2 separate regions of the Mus musculus genome follow, and region 1 is linked to region 2. Evidence: chromatin contacts called from public HiChIP or PLAC-seq data. All regions are on one chromosome and are shown on one strand. Each heading gives the region's core, a stretch centred on a gene start, on an enhancer-like site or on the middle of the called end of the contact. The rest is flanking DNA. Distances are from core to core; before and after follow the strand shown.

Region 1 (4,209 bases), core at 1,217-3,716, 250 kb before region 2:
TGGGTAGAATGGTCACTGGGCAAGCATGGGACCTAAGTTTAGATACCCAACATTATGCGAAAGCCGGGCATGATGGTCCCTGTCTATAATCCTTGCATTGGGTTGGGAGGAGGGTGTTGGGGATTAGGGGGGCAGAGATAGGCCAATCGCAGAACTTTCTGGCCATGGTGTCTAGATGAATGGTAAGCTCTAGGTTCAAAGGAGAAGACAGTGAGAGGAAGACACCTACCACCTAACACACACACACACAAACAGAGGAGAGAGAGAGGGAGAGGGAGAGGGAGAGGGAGAGGGAGAGGGAGAGGGAGAGGGAGAGGGAGAGGGAGAGGGAGAGGGAGAGGGAGAGGGAGAGGGAGAGGGAGAGGGAGAGGGAGAGGGAAAGAGGGAGAGGGAGAGGGAAAGAGGGAGAGGGAAAGAGGGAGAGAGAGAGAGAGAGAATTTTGCAAGCAAGCACTGCAGGGCTCTGGCTCAGCCAGATGAAGACACTATTGCGGCTACAGAGTTAGGAACAGGATCCAAGCAGCCAGCCTGGCAGCATCAGAGCCCATCTGAGGCAAGTGCCACACAGCTCCTGAGGTAGAGCAGCCTCCACAGTGAGGCATGGCACCTTCCCTGGTATCATCTTCTCACTGTCACCAGTGGGTGTGGAAAGAACTAGATTTAGTGACCCTCAACTCATCTGTTAACTGGTCCCTGCCATGAGCGTGTCCCTCAGTGGTTGGAATTTTGGTCCTCTGTGGTAATGTTGGGAGGTCATAGACTGTCTTACGCTCTAGGCGGCTGTCTCTTCTTCTCTCACATGCTCCTTTCAACAAGGGACCATCTGCATGTGAGTGAGAGATCCCATCTCAAAAAGCCAACAGCAACAATGGTAAATGACAAAGGAAAAGAGAGATGCAGGTCTGGAGTTCAGGGGTCAGAGGCAAGTAACTGTAGCTTTGTGACAGTTCCCAGGCCAGCTGGGAGTTTGTCTGCCTGTCTCACCAGAATAAACAAACAGGCTCCCGGGAAGTCACATGGGGCTGCCTCTCTCTGCTCCCAGCCTTCCTCCCAGCTAGCCTGGGAGCCATCAGTCCCTTGGGGGTGGGGGAGGCACTGGACTCTTGTTGGTGGGTGGTTCCTGTTGCAGTCACGCACTCTAGGCAACAGGTCTAGTTGTTAGTGAGTCTGAGCAGGGGTAGGACTTGTTTGTCTCATGCTCTGATTTTTCTCTCCACGCCCCTTTCCCCTCAGTGAGAATCTGCACTTGAACAAATCCCAGCTCAAACAATGAATGGGTCAGCATCTGTTTACCACTGCCTGACTTTTATCCCACTATCCCTTGGGACAAATATATCGACCATGAGTATCAAACGTGGGCTCATGGTGTGGGGGATGACCCTTAAAACATCTGCCCCTAACTGTGTCCTTCTTTAGACAGGGGCAGAATGGAGCTTTGTTCTTAATTTACAAGTCAGAAGGAAGTCCTCAGAGAAAGCGCCTTTCAGCACCGTCTCAAGATGGTGCCAGGATTTTCCCATTTACGGGTGGGGGGTGGGGGTGGGGGCTCTTCTACAAAAGAAATCACGAACTATTTTTCATAAAGACCACCCAGGCAGACTTTATAATACAGTTGAAACTTTTAAAAATATTTATTATTTTTAAATTTTTGAGTGCATGGGTGGGTGTGGGGGTGTGGGGTGCATGCACGCACAAAAGCACAATGCAGGTAACTTAGAGGCCAGAAGAGGGCAGATTTCTCAGAGCTGGCATTACGGGTGGTCATGAGTCATTCCTATAGGTGCTGGGAACCAAACAGTAAACCTACCATGTGTTCTAACTGCTGAGTCTCTCTCCAGTCTAGGAATTAATTTTTTTGTGTGGGGTCCAAAAAATGTCAGACTTTTGACCTCTCAGCTCTGAGGAGAGCTGGCTGGGCCAGGTGCAGCTGTCTTTCCTTAGCCTCAGAGGGAAGTGTGTGTGTGTGTGTTTGTGTGTGTAGAAGGCAGAAATTAAGAGTACATGTTTTTTTTTTTTTTCACTCAGTCTTCATATTTTTGAGACAGATTCTCTCATGGAAGTTTAGTAACTTTGTTAGGCTGACTTGCCAGTGAGTTCCAGAAGTCCACGGGTACCAGACCTCTGGCAGTCCTGGGACTCTAGATGTGCATCACATGACCGATGTGTTCACAAGGACATTGGTCATCAGAACGCAAGTCCTCGTGCTGGGCCGCAGGCGCTGCATTGACGGAGCCGGTTCCATGGTCTCTCAGGGGGTTTTTAAACTGAATAGTGATGACTGGTCTCGGGCAGTGGTCAGCCGTTGATGTGTTTACAATGGAAAGGAAGGGAAAGCGGGGAAGCTCTGACTGGCATCAGCGCCGGAGCCAGGGAGAGGTCATCGAAGCTGCAAGCAGCATCCTGGGTAGCCGCACAGGATAGCCGCTAAAGGGCGCTGGGATTGGCTGCTGTACTTCCCTGCCTCTCGGATCTGACCTTGACTCCTCTGTGACTCATTCATATCTCTTTCCACAACACTGCAGGGTCTGAGGACAGTGGCTGGCTGGATCTGGTTTACTTTTTTGTATTCCCAGAAGCAGGATGAAGGATCAGCCCAGTTTCCCAGGAAATGTGTGCGCTGTGGAGGCCGCTTGCTGTGGTCTCTGGGTTGTAGCAGAGCTCAAAGAGCTCAGAGTTAGAGAGAGGTAAGAAGCCGTGAAGGGGGGGGGGGGGCTGGAGAGATGGCTCAGCGGTTAAGAGCTCCAGAGGTCCTGAGTTCAAATCCCAGCTACAACCATCTGTAATGGTATCTGATGCCCTCTTCTGGTGTGTCTGAAGAGAGCTAGTGTGTATTCATAAAACAAAAACAAAACAATAAGAAGCTCTGAGGAGGCTGTGTGTGGGTGGAGGTGTGGGTGTGGGTGGAGGTGGGGGCTCTGCTATGGAGCCCGGAATGCACCCAGATTGCACAGTGTATGGGGTATGGATTCAGTAGGAAGATTAGACCTGCCCTGGTTCAAGCTGGTTCAAGCTGGCAGAGTCAGGGACAAGGCCCAGGTACAGCAGAGCAGTGCATTGTGGCTTAGGCTTTAATGAAATAATGAAAACAGGCCTGTGGAGGGAAAAAGGCGATCCTTCCAGTCACAGGCTCAGCCCAAGGCTAGAAAGTCATTATAGGCTAGGAGTGTCAGCAAAGGGACCCAGCACCACAACTAAGAGGGAGTTTACTAGGCATGTAAGGCTGGCTCAGTATTAGAAAGCCAATTAATAAAATTCACTGTTTGAAGAGACTGAAGAAAGAAAAAGACAAAACAAAACAATAATAAAAAACCAAAAACCAAACCACAAATAAAAAAAAAAAACAAAAACAAAGAACAAACAGACAGAAAACCCAAACCAAAACACCATGTGGCAAAAACACAAACTACATGGGGTAAAATGCTCAGCAACTAAGAGATGGAAAGGAACTTCAACATCATAATAAAAATCCACAGAGCATGGCCGATCCCAGAGTGGAAGACGAGAAGCTGGTGGCTCTCCTGCAGACAGCAGGCACAAGGCCAGCTCATCACTACTGTCTGACACCGTACGGGAAGTTTCAACCAATGCAATAAGACAAGAAAGGGAATAGCATAAAAGATTCCCCCCCTCCTCTTCTTCCTCCTCTTCCTCCCCCCTCCCCCTCCCTCCCCCTCCTCCTCTTCCTCCTCCTCCTCTTCCTCCTCCTCCTCTTCCTCTTCCTCTTCCTCATCCTCCTCCTCCTCCAGTTCCTATAACTAGCAAAAAACTGAATACAGTGAGCATAGAAAGGTTATAAGACAAACATTTGACCTGAAACCGGCAGAAATAAGGGTCCCGAATGAGGTGCTGTGTGTGAGGATCAGGTTAAGAAGCAGAGAAGACACAAAGGCAATACCTGGGGTCAGGAGGATTAAGTATAACATCTTATATACTACTTACAGGGGGGAGAACGGCCAAGCTACAGGTCAGACAGTCTTGGCAAAGAGAACACAGGATGCCTCAGACACAGCTGCCCAAGGACGGATAACTACCTCCCAGGGGGAAGAGTCCAGACCCCAGAAACCATGACAACCTTGACTCCCCTGAGGCATTGGCTGCAGCAGGTTGCAGGCCTCACCAAATCCGTTCCTGGTAAGGCCAAGGAAGAGATGCTCCCCTTGTCTTGTCATGCGGGCTTCCAAGGAAGTCTTGGATTGGCTTGGCTCCCTG
Region 2 (3,720 bases), core at 690-3,189:
GCAGCCTCCAGAGCCCACCAGCCTCCTTTTACAGAGACCCTGAAGCTCTTCAAAGATTGGGCTCTTGCAGTGAGAGTGATGGTGTGGAATTCCTACCCACCTTGCAATGGCTGGGCCTGCCTGGTAGAGCTGTTCATCTGTGCCTGCCATGGGCTCACTCTAGGTCTCTTGAGACCTCCCAGATACTACAAGTCTGGGGAAAGAGAATGCACAGGCTCATGCCCAGACATTTCCTTCTGCAAAACGGGGAGGTGAGGCCACTGCCCAAGGGTCCTTGCATGCTGGGCCAGTGTTTGCCTCTCTCTTCCTCAGAAGAACTCCCTTTCCCTTCCGTGTTGGAGGAATCGAGTCTCTCCCTCTTGATGCAGAGAATTTTGCTCTGGTGACCCAGGACCGCTTCAGTCTCACGGCTGTGCTTGGCGCTCACTCTCACGGGGACCCTGCTGAAGTGTGAATTCCAAGCGCGTGGAGGACTGGAGATGACGTGCACGGGTGTGAGTTTGCAGCTGATGAAGGGATTTCTGACATATAACTAACCACCCAGGACGGAGACATAGAGCCTGTGTCACAATGGAGCCGAGGGCAGTTTGTCTCTGGAGCATCCTGGCTGAGCCGGAGATCCATACTAGCAGGGGACATAATCATAGGTGGAGTCCCCTTTCCCACAGGGCAAGGTGGTCTTCAGGGCTGTGCACACCGAGCCTCTCTACTAACCCACAAGGGGGTCCTGTGCCGGCTGCCCTGGATAGAGAAGAAAGCGTGAGAAATGGGAGGCGCGTGCCTGGCTCGCTGCCCAGGCTCCTCCCTGCAGCTCTCTGCTCGGTACTTCAGTCTAAGTTTGTACAAAAGCCCTGCCCCACTCGAGGTCTCTTGCCCTGCGCTCCCGGCTCAAGAGCGCCATGCGCCCAGCAAGTCTCCCTCACTCCTGGGACCGGCTCACCGAGTTTTAAGACCTACGGAGCTGGGTCGACACAAAATCCCGCAGCGCCACAACTTGGAGACACGGTGAGTTGGAGAAAGGACACAGGGCCACGGCAGGGTGCTTGTTCCTGGCATGAAAACCTGGGGCTACGAGGGACACCCGAAACACTCTGAGGTGGCAATGGCTCAGAGAAGACGCTTCCATATTTAAGTGATCTGGACGTGGAACTTTTCTGACCTCTCCCTAGGGCGCTATCCTGCGGGCTGAGTAGCGTGTTGCGTGTCCCTGTGGTTTCTATTTGCTTGTTATAGGCCCACTCAGGTTTCGGTCTCATTGCGGAGAGGCGAGGGGGTACCCGGAAGAATCGCGATGGCCCGGGGTGCATGCATCAGCCTTAGGGTGGTGCGCCCTGAAACTAGGCAGCGAGCGAGACAAGGGACGCTGCGCAAACTCTGAGCTCTCGCTGGGGGAAGAGCGGACCCGGGCAGAGCAGAGGCGGAGGTGCGGGACCCAATGTCTGCAACCTGCGCGATAGGACCCCGGCCTGGCTGCTCGGTGCCCTTACGGTGTCCGGCCACCTCCCCCTACCCCTCCCTATTCCCCGCCTGGCCAACGCATAGACCAGCGTGACCCGGGCGTCCGCAGTGCTCGCTGGCACCGCCCTCACGCGCCCGGCCTTTCGCCCACCTTGACCCACTTTTTCTTCCCAGGTGACAGAGATGTGGCCATACCGACCATTTAAAGCGATTCCAACTCCGGCGAAGCCTGGCTGGAAAGACGCGGCTTCCATCCCGGCAGCCTGGAGGAGGATCGAGCAGGGGCTGTGCCTGGGCTTGCCTGGACTTGTTCAGAGAAGGGCTGCTCCCCTCGGTAACTGCACAGATTGGGGGCTTTGGGAGACGTTGCCAGAACCTGGAAGCCACGGCCGGGGGCTACTGGGGCCCGGGGTCTGCGCACCTGCTCGCCGTGGAGCCCAGGTAAACACTGAGCCGGTGTGCTTGTCTGTGGGAAAGTGTGCGAAGGAGTCGGGAACTAGGCCGAGTACTTGAGTGGTAATTACAGAGAACTGCTGGGTTGTGCAGCCCTGGGAAGGCGAAGAATTTCCAAGAAGTAACAAAATGTCCTTTGATATCATCATCTCTGGAGAGAAAGGGTTCCTTTGGGGGAGTTTTGCTTGGGCCGATTTTTTTCTTCTTTGATCTTTGTTGGGCGTGAAGAAGGCTCTGACGCCTTTGGGCTGTGCTCACCAATCTGGGAGTTGGGCTAAAGCTGACGACTCCCAGGTCCTCTTTCCCACCCATAAATGGGGGCACTGACCCTGCCACCCAGACTTGTACTGAGAAATTTATTAGGCAGGAAAAAAAAGTGCTTGGGTCACTAAAGCTGTGTTCTGAAAGTGTGTGTGTGTGTGTGTGTGTGTGTGTGTGTGTGTGTGTGTGTGACAATGTAGTGTGTAGCCCAAGCTAGTCTTGAGCTCAAGGCATTTCCCGCCTCAGCCTCCTGCACATAGATTCCTATTCTAACGTTGAAGCAGAGGGGTTTCCCCCGGGGTGGGTGAGAGTGCCCCTGCTGGCAGGGGCTCTGCCTAGCCTGAAAGCTTTATTGTACTCCGTGTAGCAGGGGCCAACCCAGGTCCGTCCGAGTCCCGTCCCGTCCCCCCCCCCCCCCCCCCAAGGCAGCTCAAGGACAAGTTTATTAGGATGTGAGAGAAAACAACGTGTCAGGCAAGCAGCACGTGTTGCCGAGGGCCCTGGGAAGAGGACACGGGAGAGAAGAAGAGAAAGCCATGCCTTTTGCAATGGAGGTGGGCAAGCAGCTGTGTGGCAGGGGTGGAAGATTTCAGAGAAAGAGTGCAAGAAGGCCCAGGGTGCCAGAAAGCAGGCTTGAGCCGCAGTCAGTAACCAAGAGAAAAGGTGACCAAGAAAGAGGAGGTGTGAGTTGGGACTCAGAAAGCAGAGCAGGCAGAGCCTGCAGGGCCATCCATGCTCAGAAGCCTTGTGAGATGGAGGAAGCTCGCTCGCTCTCTCTGGCTGCTTGGAGGGAGGTGTTTCCAGGAAGGACGAGGGCATCCTTTCATCAAGGGGATAATTATTTCTCTTTCTTCTTGGCCTGTCTTCAGGAGAATCCAGTTTCCTGGATGTGGGAGGGGCAGGGGTAGACTTCTGGCTGGGTGATTGGCAGGCCCCACTGGATTAAAGCTTAAAAGGAGGAGAAGATAGTATGTGATGTTTGGGGGTAGCTTAGGATGTCAGATCTCCACTCCTGGCCAGAGGTGGAATTTACATTCTGTTCTTTCAACTGGGAGGAATTAGTCTTCCCTTAACGAGCCTCAACAAAGCCAAGATCCCTCCATTCTTTTGGATGGTATTTTAAATATTAAGGAGGCAATTTGAACGTTTCCATTTATTAGCAAAACATGAAGGAGGGATTCATCCTGAGTGGCCTCTAAGCCCCCTGATATCCAGCTATGGAGCACTAGGTGATCATCTAGCAGCACCCACAGGACACATACTGCCATTCCCCTTCCCCACCCCATGCCTGGCAGGGCTCTACAGAGACCTGGGACCTGTGGCCTCTTGACAGTCAATGCTTGGGCTGGTGCATCTAGACATGACTGGGCCTCTTGTATAAAATGTCACATCCAGGGACAAAGTGGCACAGTGTTATGTGTGGCCAGTCCTGCCTCTGTCTGCCGTTCCGAGAGAACTCGGGGACAAATGGCTGTTCTTTGAGCTACAGTACTACGCAGTAATGGCCAGCGTGGCCATGGTAGGGAAAGAGGGAAACGTGTACATTTA

The links. HiChIP or PLAC-seq counts read pairs in DNA pulled down with a chosen protein or histone mark.
Region 1: an H3K4me3 HiChIP or PLAC-seq map of embryonic stem cells shows a contact between it and region 2, with 21 read pairs. The contact joins two enhancer-like sites. A contact is called at or near these places in 3 of 39 promoter capture datasets (the C10 cell line, cranial neural crest and pre-B cells), 1 of 484 Hi-C or Micro-C datasets (bone marrow-derived macrophages), 14 of 115 datasets of contacts at active chromatin or transcription factors (bone marrow-derived macrophages, double positive thymocytes, embryonic basal ganglia and 8 more) and 1 of 9 other capture datasets (embryonic stem cells).

What each region holds. Positions count from the first base shown.
Region 1 is chr4:149,797,790-149,801,998 of GRCm38.p6, forward strand. Gm42354 (a long non-coding RNA gene) reads left to right here. Exons shown (of 3, transcript XR_881588.1): 2 at 2,523-2,684; 3 at 3,942-4,209. Among named protein-coding and RNA genes, the nearest start is that of Gm42354, 9.2 kb to the left of the region's middle. Within about 2 kb of position 2,467, at least 26 of the 459 cell types and tissues checked have an H3K27ac peak or open chromatin away from gene starts, as enhancers often do. A contact at or near this core is called in embryonic stem cells, where this site is marked.
Region 2 is chr4:150,047,367-150,051,086 of GRCm38.p6, forward strand. It overlaps Gm13067 (a long non-coding RNA gene), which reads left to right. Exons shown (of 7, transcript XR_390962.2): 6 at 313-1,899. Among named protein-coding and RNA genes, the nearest start is that of Mir34a, 19 kb to the right of the region's middle. Within about 2 kb of position 1,940, at least 187 of the 459 cell types and tissues checked have an H3K27ac peak or open chromatin away from gene starts, as enhancers often do. A contact at or near this core is called in embryonic stem cells, where this site is marked.